Regions from separate parts of the Sus scrofa genome. Here region 2 is linked to region 1. A link is a contact called in public Hi-C data. All regions are on one chromosome and are shown on one strand. Each heading gives the region's core, a stretch centred on a gene start, on an enhancer-like site or on the middle of the called end of the contact. The rest is flanking DNA. Distances are from core to core; before and after follow the strand shown. Region 1 overlaps ZDHHC14 (probable palmitoyltransferase ZDHHC14). Region 2 has its middle 15 kb from the start of ZDHHC14.

What was found. Hi-C and Micro-C count contacts between places; a contact is called where the count stands out from the background.
Region 2: a Hi-C map of liver shows a contact between it and region 1, with 1.8 times the contacts expected there. The contact joins two enhancer-like sites. A contact is called at or near these places in 1 of 47 Hi-C or Micro-C datasets (liver) and 1 of 2 datasets of contacts at active chromatin or transcription factors (alveolar macrophages).

Annotation. Positions count from the first base shown.
Region 1 is chr1:9,447,375-9,451,994 of Sscrofa11.1, forward strand. All of the region lies in intron 2 of ZDHHC14 (probable palmitoyltransferase ZDHHC14), which reads right to left. Among named protein-coding and RNA genes, the nearest start is that of ZDHHC14, 170 kb to the right of the region's middle. Within about 2 kb of position 2,392, at least 25 of the 83 cell types and tissues checked have an H3K27ac peak or open chromatin away from gene starts, as enhancers often do. A contact at or near this core is called in liver, where this site is marked.
Region 2 is chr1:9,631,854-9,636,600 of Sscrofa11.1, forward strand. No RefSeq gene overlaps it. Among named protein-coding and RNA genes, the nearest start is that of ZDHHC14, 15 kb to the left of the region's middle. Within about 2 kb of position 3,043, at least 2 of the 83 cell types and tissues checked have an H3K27ac peak or open chromatin away from gene starts, as enhancers often do. A contact at or near this core is called in liver, where this site is marked.

The sequences.
Region 1 (4,620 bases), core at 1,142-3,641:
ACCCTCCCAAGTGGACCCATCATCCCTGAGTGAGCACAGAAGATGTACATCTTGTGAAATAATACATGCCCTGCATGTCCTCCTGCTGGATTTTTGGCTTTCGAGCAGCTCTTGACAACACATGCGCGCACACACACACACACACACACACACACGGAGGACAGTCCCAATAGCCAGACAACAGCTCCAGCTGGCTTTAGGTATCAGCAATCCTTTGATGGGAAAGAAAAGGCACACTTCTCCTACGAGGCACCAGGAGTAAAATTTTCAACATCCCTCTGCTAGTACGTGGTACTCAAAGGCTTTGATTACCCTGGGAACTCTCATCCCAGCCCAAGGGTGAGCTCTAGACATCTGGGACAAGGGTTAAATGACAGTGACCCAGTCCTGAGGACCCACACAGAGAGGGGTTACCTTGGCCATAACCAGTAGCAGTGGCTCCAAAGCATGAACACGGGATGCTTACCTCAGGCGAGTCCACAGCAGCTCATTCAGTCCCCAGTACAGTTCTTAAATTTCTCACTGGGGTCGCTATATGTGTATCTTAGAAAACAGACCACAGGAAAGGAAGCCGCCCATTCCCCAACGAATCCCCTTTGAGAGGCATGAGTCTTGCGGCTGTTCAACTCTTCAGGCATGCTTGACTCTGCCTTCAGACGTAAGGGCTGCAGAAAAGGTGGGGGTCTCTACGCAGAAACTACCCCTCTAACCCAGTGGTTCTCAAGGAGTGGCCTCCAGACCGGCCTCACCAGCACCTCCTGGGAACTTGTCAGAAGTGCACAGCATCAGGCCCCACTCCAGACCTACTGACTCAGAAACTCTAGAGGTGGGCCCGGCAGTCTGTTGTAACAGGCCTTTCAGGTGATTCTGGGACATGATCAAGTTTAAGAACTAGTGGCCTAACCAAATAGCATGGAGTTTGACCATAATAATTATCAATAAAAATGAGTCTGTTTAGGTATTTCAGATGACTCTGTTGTTTATAACACCACAATTACATTGATAGAAACAAACAAAAGAAACTTGTTAAGACTATACTTTGCGGCGTTCCTGCTGTGGCTCAGCAAGGACCCGATGTCTCTATGAGGATGTGGGTTCAATCCCTGGCCTCGATCAGTGGGTTAAGGATCTGGGGTTGCCGTGAGCTGTGGTGTAGGTCACAGACATGGCTCAGATCCCGCGTTGCTGTGGCTGTGGTGTAGGTCGGCAGCTGCAGCTCTGATTCGACCCCTAACCTGGGAACCTCCATATCCCTCCCTGGATAACCCCGCCATTCTTCCACCTAGAACACCTCATCCCTTCTCTGTCCTCTTTCATGTAACTTCTGGCCTCTAAGTGCTAATGCCCATCACAAACTTTGGACTACACAGCAGGCATTAGCCTACTCATGTTCTCAGACGAGGCTGAGCCTCAGAAACTACCAATAGGAAACAAAAATGAGTTGATTTATCTCCCCTAGCTTAGAGTTTTCTAGGACATGGGAGGGAAGAGAGGCATAGATAGCCCTTCCCAAACCTGGCTGTACACCCCTACACTACAGCATTAAATGCCAAAGGAGGAAGAAAGGGCATGTGGAAAGCAAGAGTGCGCTGGAAGGATTATATCACCGTTTCAGGCGGTGATTTACAGCATCGTTTCGTTGCTGTCACAGACCCCAAAGATAACACATTGATAAAGTTCCGATGCTCACAGGGTGTGTGGGCACACGAAGGACACACGGGCATCTGACAGGTGAGGGATAAACAGAGACGTGAAGAAATGGGTTGTTTGGCAAGTGGCTCTCAGTTCAATTGGACCCTAAGTTTAGGCTCCAGCCACAAAACATGCCGAGGTTTACTATGAAGCCGTATGTGGATGACTCCAGGGCTGTTTAAGAAAAAAAGAAAGAAAAAAAAAAAAAACTCCTCTGAGGAAAGTTCAAGGAAGACCTGCTGTATCTCCGACTAAATCATCACTTGTTCCCAAATCATCCCTTCCCGGACCTGCACCTGCTCAGCCTCTCCCGCCTCCTCCCAGCTGGCACCCCCACACCTCCTGGCCCGTCCATTTCCTTCCTCCTCCTGGAGGCTTTTGTTTCCTTTTATTCCTGGGCCGCCTTTCATGCTCCTCTATACTTGTAGGAAGAAAATGCTTCCCACTTCCCAGGGCAAAGAGCCTGCCCACTCTTCTGATTAACCTCCTCCGGAGCTGCCCAGCACCGTTTCTCTCAAAACACCGCCCTTCTCTCACCTCCCTCCTCCTCCCGCCCAGCACACCCGGGGCAGCCAGATCCCGGCTCCAGAGCCTGTTTTTCCCAACAAGCCCTGACGATTCTTGGATAAAATGCCTTATCTCTGACTTCCCTCTAAAACTTATTGACCTGCTGACTCATTCCCTCACTCAAAGAGCTATTGTTTCATCATCCTGCTTCATGTTCCCAGAATACCAGTAAAAGTAACGATGAGAGTAATATTCCGTGAGTCATTTAAATAGCTCACTTATTTTGCAGCAACTACAGTTTACTTGTTGAATTTACATGGGTGTGCATGTAGCTTTGCATTCTAAAATTATTAACAGATACATCATTCCTTCGGTTTAGGTAGTCGAATAGGTTTCACCTTCTAAAGTATTTAGGTGCCTGGACTGTCAAGGTCAAGCAAAGGAGGAAGAAGGGTTTATTGCTAGAATCAGAATAACACTGGAATGGATCTTTGCACTCAGTGAGTCTATTTTATATGCATTAAAATTAGGGTCCAGAGAAGTTAAAACTTCCCAGGGTTATAGATCGAGTGGAAAAGTTGAGATGCAGACTCAATCAGCTTAGTGACAGAGCTGGTGCTTGCAGCCACATGTTTAACTGATAAAAAAAATATCAGTGGGCTTTGAAATCTGCAAAGCACCATCTAAAGGGAATGTATTGATACAGTTGTTATTACCACACAATAATAAAGAATGAGATGCCACTCTGAGATGCGGCAGGGAGGTTATTACACTGAAGGCTCCAGGTAAATGAAGATGTAGTTAGCCCAGCTCCTGAAAATACGACAGTCCCCAGAGCTTAAAGAGGAGAGGAAGGTCACGGGTTCGGGCTCGGGTCCGAAGTGGAAGTGGAAAGGCATGAGGGCCGAGGTTCTCAGCTGTCACATCAATCACCTGTGTCTGGTTTAAAACAGGTTCTGATTCAGCAGGAGGGCTGGGGGCTGAGGTCCTGCAGGTCTACCAAGCTCCCCGGGGATGTCGATGGTGCGCTTCCATGGACATCACTTTGAGTGGCAAGGATGAGGAATTCAGTTTCAGGACCAAAAACATCAAAGGAGAATAACAGTACCTGGACACGGAGTCAGACCCCCAGGACCGGAGTCCCAGGTCTGTGGCAGATTTGCTCTGCGTGAGTTGGGCAGATGTGTACCTGTCTCTCTCCGTGCCTCATTTTCCTCGCCTTTAAACTAAGGGAGTTGCCTGGGATGGTCTGGATGCTTACTGAAGCCCCTTTAAGCTGGAATGCCCTATGACTCAGAGACCGCAGCGCACCTGCCCGCCTGCAGTCAGGGAGGTGGGCTCTGAAAGGTCTTGTCTTAGTGCCCCTGACTGGGTGCAGGTGGGCCTCTAATTTCCGTTGCCATGCTCCAGACCCTGCCTGACTCTTTTCTTTGGCCACATTTTTGAACCACGTGGTCCCAATTTCCCATCCCTTTCGTGCCACTTGATCCTTCACTTCCCCTCCCACAGCATCTGGCTTCCTCTGTTCCCTCGAAGTTGGCCTTTTCCTCACCCTGCTTCTTTCTACATCCTTCCCCTTTTCGTGGCCTTGTACATGAGAAATGATTACAATCAGAGCACTTTTTAAAAAAACTAAAGCATGTCAGCATCGCTCCATGTTGTTAGTTTGCTGATTAAACACGAACTCTTTAAAGACTGTGTTCGGGGAGGTACCACTGCTTTTCAGGAAGAATTCATCAGTTCTATAGAAGAGCATCCAGTCTGTACGTATATACACATGTATCAGTGAGACAGACACCCAGGAGACTCAGGATGAGGAATCCAGAGGTCACTAAAATACCTACGCGGATTTAGGAATTTAGATTCCTAGGCTCCGCGTTGTGGGAGCATGAAAGTGTGATCTCAGCCAGTTAAACAGCCACCCGGCCCAGGTCTCACTTCTCCTCCTATAGGAAGAAGGAAATACAGCTCACCACACACAACTTTATCAGGACTGCGAAACTGGTTCCGTTAAGGGCAACCCCCAGAAGAGAGGACTATAATTCTCCCCTCCACCCATCACACAGTAAAATGTCCCAACTGCACAAACAAGTAAATATGTTTTTATCAGAAACTAGCCTCGGTTCCAACACACCATACCTCCCCAAGAGTTGCTATTTCTACGGGAAGAAGAAATACCAGAGGCTTCAATGAATATCCCGGATGAAACAAACCTATCCTTTCAAATCCTTTGGAAAAACAAAATCTTCAGCTCCCTCCTTCCCCATAACCAGACCCTTCAGGACCTTGTGGTATTTCCCCAAATACCATAATTCTGTGTGACATCTGGTTTCCAGCCCTCCCAGGCTGAGATTTTTTTTTTTAAAGAGACAATCATGAATTTTGACATTCTGAGCAGCCACCGTGTGTGTCTGTGGGAGG
Region 2 (4,747 bases), core at 1,793-4,292, 190 kb after region 1:
CCACTGAGCAAGGTCAGGGATCAAACCCGCAACCTCATGGTTCCTAGTCGGATTCGTTAACCACTGTACCACGACGGGAACTCCCTTTTATTTATTTATTTATTTATTTTTTTTTGTAAGACTCCATTTTGGTTTTTCAGTTTAACTGTTATGTGCCCAAATGTTGTCTTCTTTTTGTTTATCTTGCTTAAGTTTTAGATCTTATTTCTGTAAATTTATCATTTTCACAGAATTCAGCAAAATTTTGGTCATTATTTTTTCAAACATCTGTCTATGGCCCCATTCTCCCTCTCTCCTTTCATTCTAGAACTCCAGTTCCGTATATGTTCAACTGCTTGATACTGTCCACAGGTTGATGAAGCTCTCTCTGTGTATTTACTTTTTTTAAAAGTCTTCCTTCTTTCTGTATGTTCTTCGGATCAGACAGCTTCATTGATCTATTTTCAAGTTCACTGACCCTTTCTTCTGCCATCTCCAATATTTAATTAAGCCCAATGAATTTTTCTTTTTTCCAGTTTCTTCCTTTGTAGGGTTTTCCCTTTTGGTTGAACTTTGTCCACCTGGTGGGTTCATCGTAATCATATTTTTAAGCTTTTAAAGTCCATGTTTGCTAATCCCAACATCTGAGTTATCGCATGGTTGATTTCAGTTTATTGGAGTTTTTTTCTTATTTATGTGTCACATTTCTAGTTATTTTTATAGTTGCTCGACACTGTAAATGCTACCTTGCTGACGTTATGGAATTTATTGTACTCAAGATTTTTTTTCTTTCAGACAGTTAATTAACTTACTGACAGAACAGCTTGAGCCTTTCAAAGTTTGCTTTTAAAGCTTTCAATATGAATCCACACTAGTCTTTACTCTAAGGGTAGAGTATTTCTATCCCTAGAATGAATTCTACCCCTTGACCGGAATGTTCAGTGAGGTCTTCCCATTCTGGATAGTTGGACTCTCTGTGTCCTTCTGCACTGTAGAAGGACACAGGCTCCAGGCCTGCTGGAGCTTTGTCCTTACATTCATGGTTCAGTATATGGCCAAAGAAGGAAGCAGATCCCTAAGCAGGTTTCTGGAGCTCCTTTTATGCACCGTTCCCTTCATTAATGATATCCTGCCCCACACACTCCAGCTGCCTTAGCTGCCCTGAGCTCTCTCCTCTGCATCCATAGAAGACTGAGATTGCTAAAGGACTGTGGGCCCCTTCTTCCTGCACCAAGGCCCAGAAAATACCCTCAGGCAAAGAGCTAAGGTGATCTTGGCGCTCACCGCATTTTTCTGCTTGTTTTCCAATACCCAGAACCAGCTGACTTGTATATTTTGATCAGTTTTCTAACCATCTATAGAGAAAGGGTAGTTAGGCGTCAGTTGCTCTGCCTTGGCCTGTGGTAGACCCCTCATGACCCATTTTTGGAAGTGTTCAGTGGACGCGTGCTCAGCTGTGTCCTGAGGAACCTAATGCAGTACAGGGCTGCCATGTCTCCAGAGCCTCAGCGGGTTTCCTCACACCACACCCTTTCCAGAAGGACCTTCCTGCTGCTCATCCAGGTTCTCCACCTCTGGTCTTCAGACTTCCCACCCAGAGGAGAACCTTGTGCTGGCTTCCTGACCAAGTCCTGGCAAAGTCAAAGACTAGTTCATCCCCTGAGTCTCAGCAGGTTACTGTGTCCAGCTTAGGCATAAAATAAAATCAGGAGGGGACAGTGCGGACTTAAGTGAATTGCCATAATCCCTCCATGTATAAATAAGATAGGAAAGTTTGTTGAGCATCCTTTAATGCAGAAAATGAATTTATATTTTTATTCAATGCTCATGCAAATAAGATCCCTGGCCAAGATTTCTTTTCTTGGGATAACCTATGATTAAATATTTGAATCTTTTAGTACCTCTCTTTAAAGATGAAATTTGAGCAGTTTGGGTTGAGATTAACGTCTCCAATCCCCTTCCCACTGCCTAGAGCACAACATTCAGTAGTAAATGTTGGTGATGATGAAAAACCACCATTGAAACGGTACCAAATGCTGGTAAGGAAGTGAAAGAAGGAACTCTCATGTACTGTCTCCATCAAGGCCTTTAGTACTGTTGGGTGGAAGACAGGTACAAGAGCATTCATTGAAGCATTGCTGTTTTCTGCAATAAAAAGAATTAAAACGGTCTCTATGTTCATTAGTAGGAGACTAGATACGTAACTCGTGGGCTGTGTATTCAATAGAATATTATTCAGGAAGTTCCCTTGTGGGCTAAGGATCCAGCATTGCTGCAGCTGTGGCACAGGTAGCAACTGTGGTGTGGGTTCAGTCCCCGGCCCTGGAACTTCCACATGCCATGGGTGTGGCCAAAAAAAAAAAAACAACTCAGAATATTATTCAGAGGGAAATGGAATAATTAGACTAAAGACAAATTTTTTTAAAATATTGAATGAAAAGAGAAATTTGCCAAAGGTGACAAATGTATGATATCCTTTCTATGATTTATAACAAGATATACTATTTATGTTTAGATGCATCTATACTAAAGTTCCTCCCAAAAAATCCAAGAGTGCGAGAGACAAATTGAGGGTATTTGTTCTTTTTGCAAGGGTAGAATGGGGGAAAGAAAAAAAAGAATCAGGAGTTCAAGCTGGATAGCTGATACAAGGCAGATTTTTATATATTATATTATTCCCTAAACTTTGCATTCCTGCAGTATTTCTTAATATGTTTTCGAAGAACAGGATTACTTTTTTACTTCCACATTCCCAATTTATTTCAAAATGAATAAGAGAGTTTCCAAGCAATGCATTTTCTCAGTTAAGAATCTATCCTCTAGAAACCACTGAAATGTAAGGGACTTGCTTTCCCCTTTGACCTTTCCTGTTCTATAATTAGTGAGTCTCTCTCTGGCTTTGTCCTCTGTGGATGAGGGACATTCATGTCTCGGATACAAAACAGCACTCTATTAGCAAGGCTGATTGTTGAAGTTTATGCAAAATGTGGGCACTCTCAAGCACAGGTGAAAAATAATACCTGAAACAGAAGAAAGGCATGTTTAATTTACTAGAAGAATGTCAATAGGATAAAGTCCAAGTTACACATGAATATTGTCAGTGCCCCATGATGGCTCTGTCCACATCTAAGTCCACAGCCACAAGAAAGGCTTCATGTGGTCTAGGTCAGCTTTTCTCTGATAAACATTTATCATCCTCTTGGCAAAAGGGAAAGTAGGTAATATAAATTCCATTTTCTTAGCTTTGGCATCTTAGCAGTGACACCAATCGAACTATGTAGATTAACACAGATGTTCAGTGCACTTGAAGCAAAGCTTTGAAAAATCTGGCAGCCGAAAAAGAGACGATAGAGGAGGAGAACTGAGAAGAAAAAGGATGCAAAAGAATCTCAATGATTTGAAAAATGTAAGGTTGGAACCTTAAAACCTATGGACACTCAAGATAAATTGGAGTCATGTTGATGAACGTTGTCCATCTCTCCACAGAGACCCAGGCATGGGCTATGGACTATGGGGCGGGGAACTAGTCTGACATTAAACGTAGCCTCCAGAAGGTAACTGAGGACACTCCCATAGTATAATTGCCACAATGAGGGTGCACACACTAGAGCAAGGGGCCACAGATAAAGGAATAACTAATGTGGAATCTGACCCTCAGTCTGGGCCCTTGTGCTCCTCATCCTCAATCAAAGGGATGAAGAGAAAATTCCAAAACCAAAGAAGAACAACCACTCTCATGGCATTGTTTAAATATCTGGAAAAAGCGGTATGAATGAAGAGTGACTTTTTTTTTTTTTTTTTTTTTTTTGTGTGTGTGTCTTTTTAGAGCCACACCTGCAGCATGTGGAAGTTCCCAGGCTAGAGGCTGAGTCATATCTGCAGCTGCTGGCCTAGGCCACAGCCACAGCAACGCAGGATCTGAGCCGCATCTGTGATCTATACTACAGCTCACGGCAACGCCAGATCCTTAACCCACTGAGCGAGGCCAGGGATGGAACCTGCATCCTCATGGATACTAGTCAGGTTGTTACTGCTGAGCCATTACAGGAACTCCATGAGTGACTTTTTCAATATATGTGCTATGGGCTGAAGGGTGGTCCCCTCCCACCCAAATTCCTCTGTTGAAATCCTAATCCCCAGGCCTCAGAAATTGACTGTATTTGAAGATAGGGCCTTTATACATGGTGGACCCCAATCTATTTTTATAGACACACACAGAGGAAAATCAGAGAGAAGATGACCCTCTGTAGGCCAAAGAGAGAGAGACCTTGGAAGAAACCAACCAAACCAAACCAACTCCCTTGATCTCAGACTCCTAGCTTCCAGATTGGTGGGAAAATAAATTATTTAAGCCACCTTGTCTGTGATACTTTGTTATGTCAGCCATAGGAAATTAGTAATACAACATCATACACTTAAAATGACAGTTAAAAAAAAAAAAACCTCTGTGTTAATCTATAATGTTCGAACCGTATTATTGAGTTTTAAAAAGTAGGCTATGAAACACATGTGTGTAGAATGATCCAATTTTGATAAAATCATGCAACTATATGCATAAGTATAGATTTAAAAAGGTGATAAATGTTACTGCTAATGATTTTTTACTTTTTTCATTAGGCTTTTCGGCATTGGTCCGTTATTTTAATAGGCATGTGCATGGATGAGCTCAAGTGGGAATAAATATAGAGAGCACGAAGAGAAGGTAGCTCGGGGCAGAACCTTGGGGAATGCTGATGTGTAAGGGACAGGGGGTGGGAGCGAGCAAAGG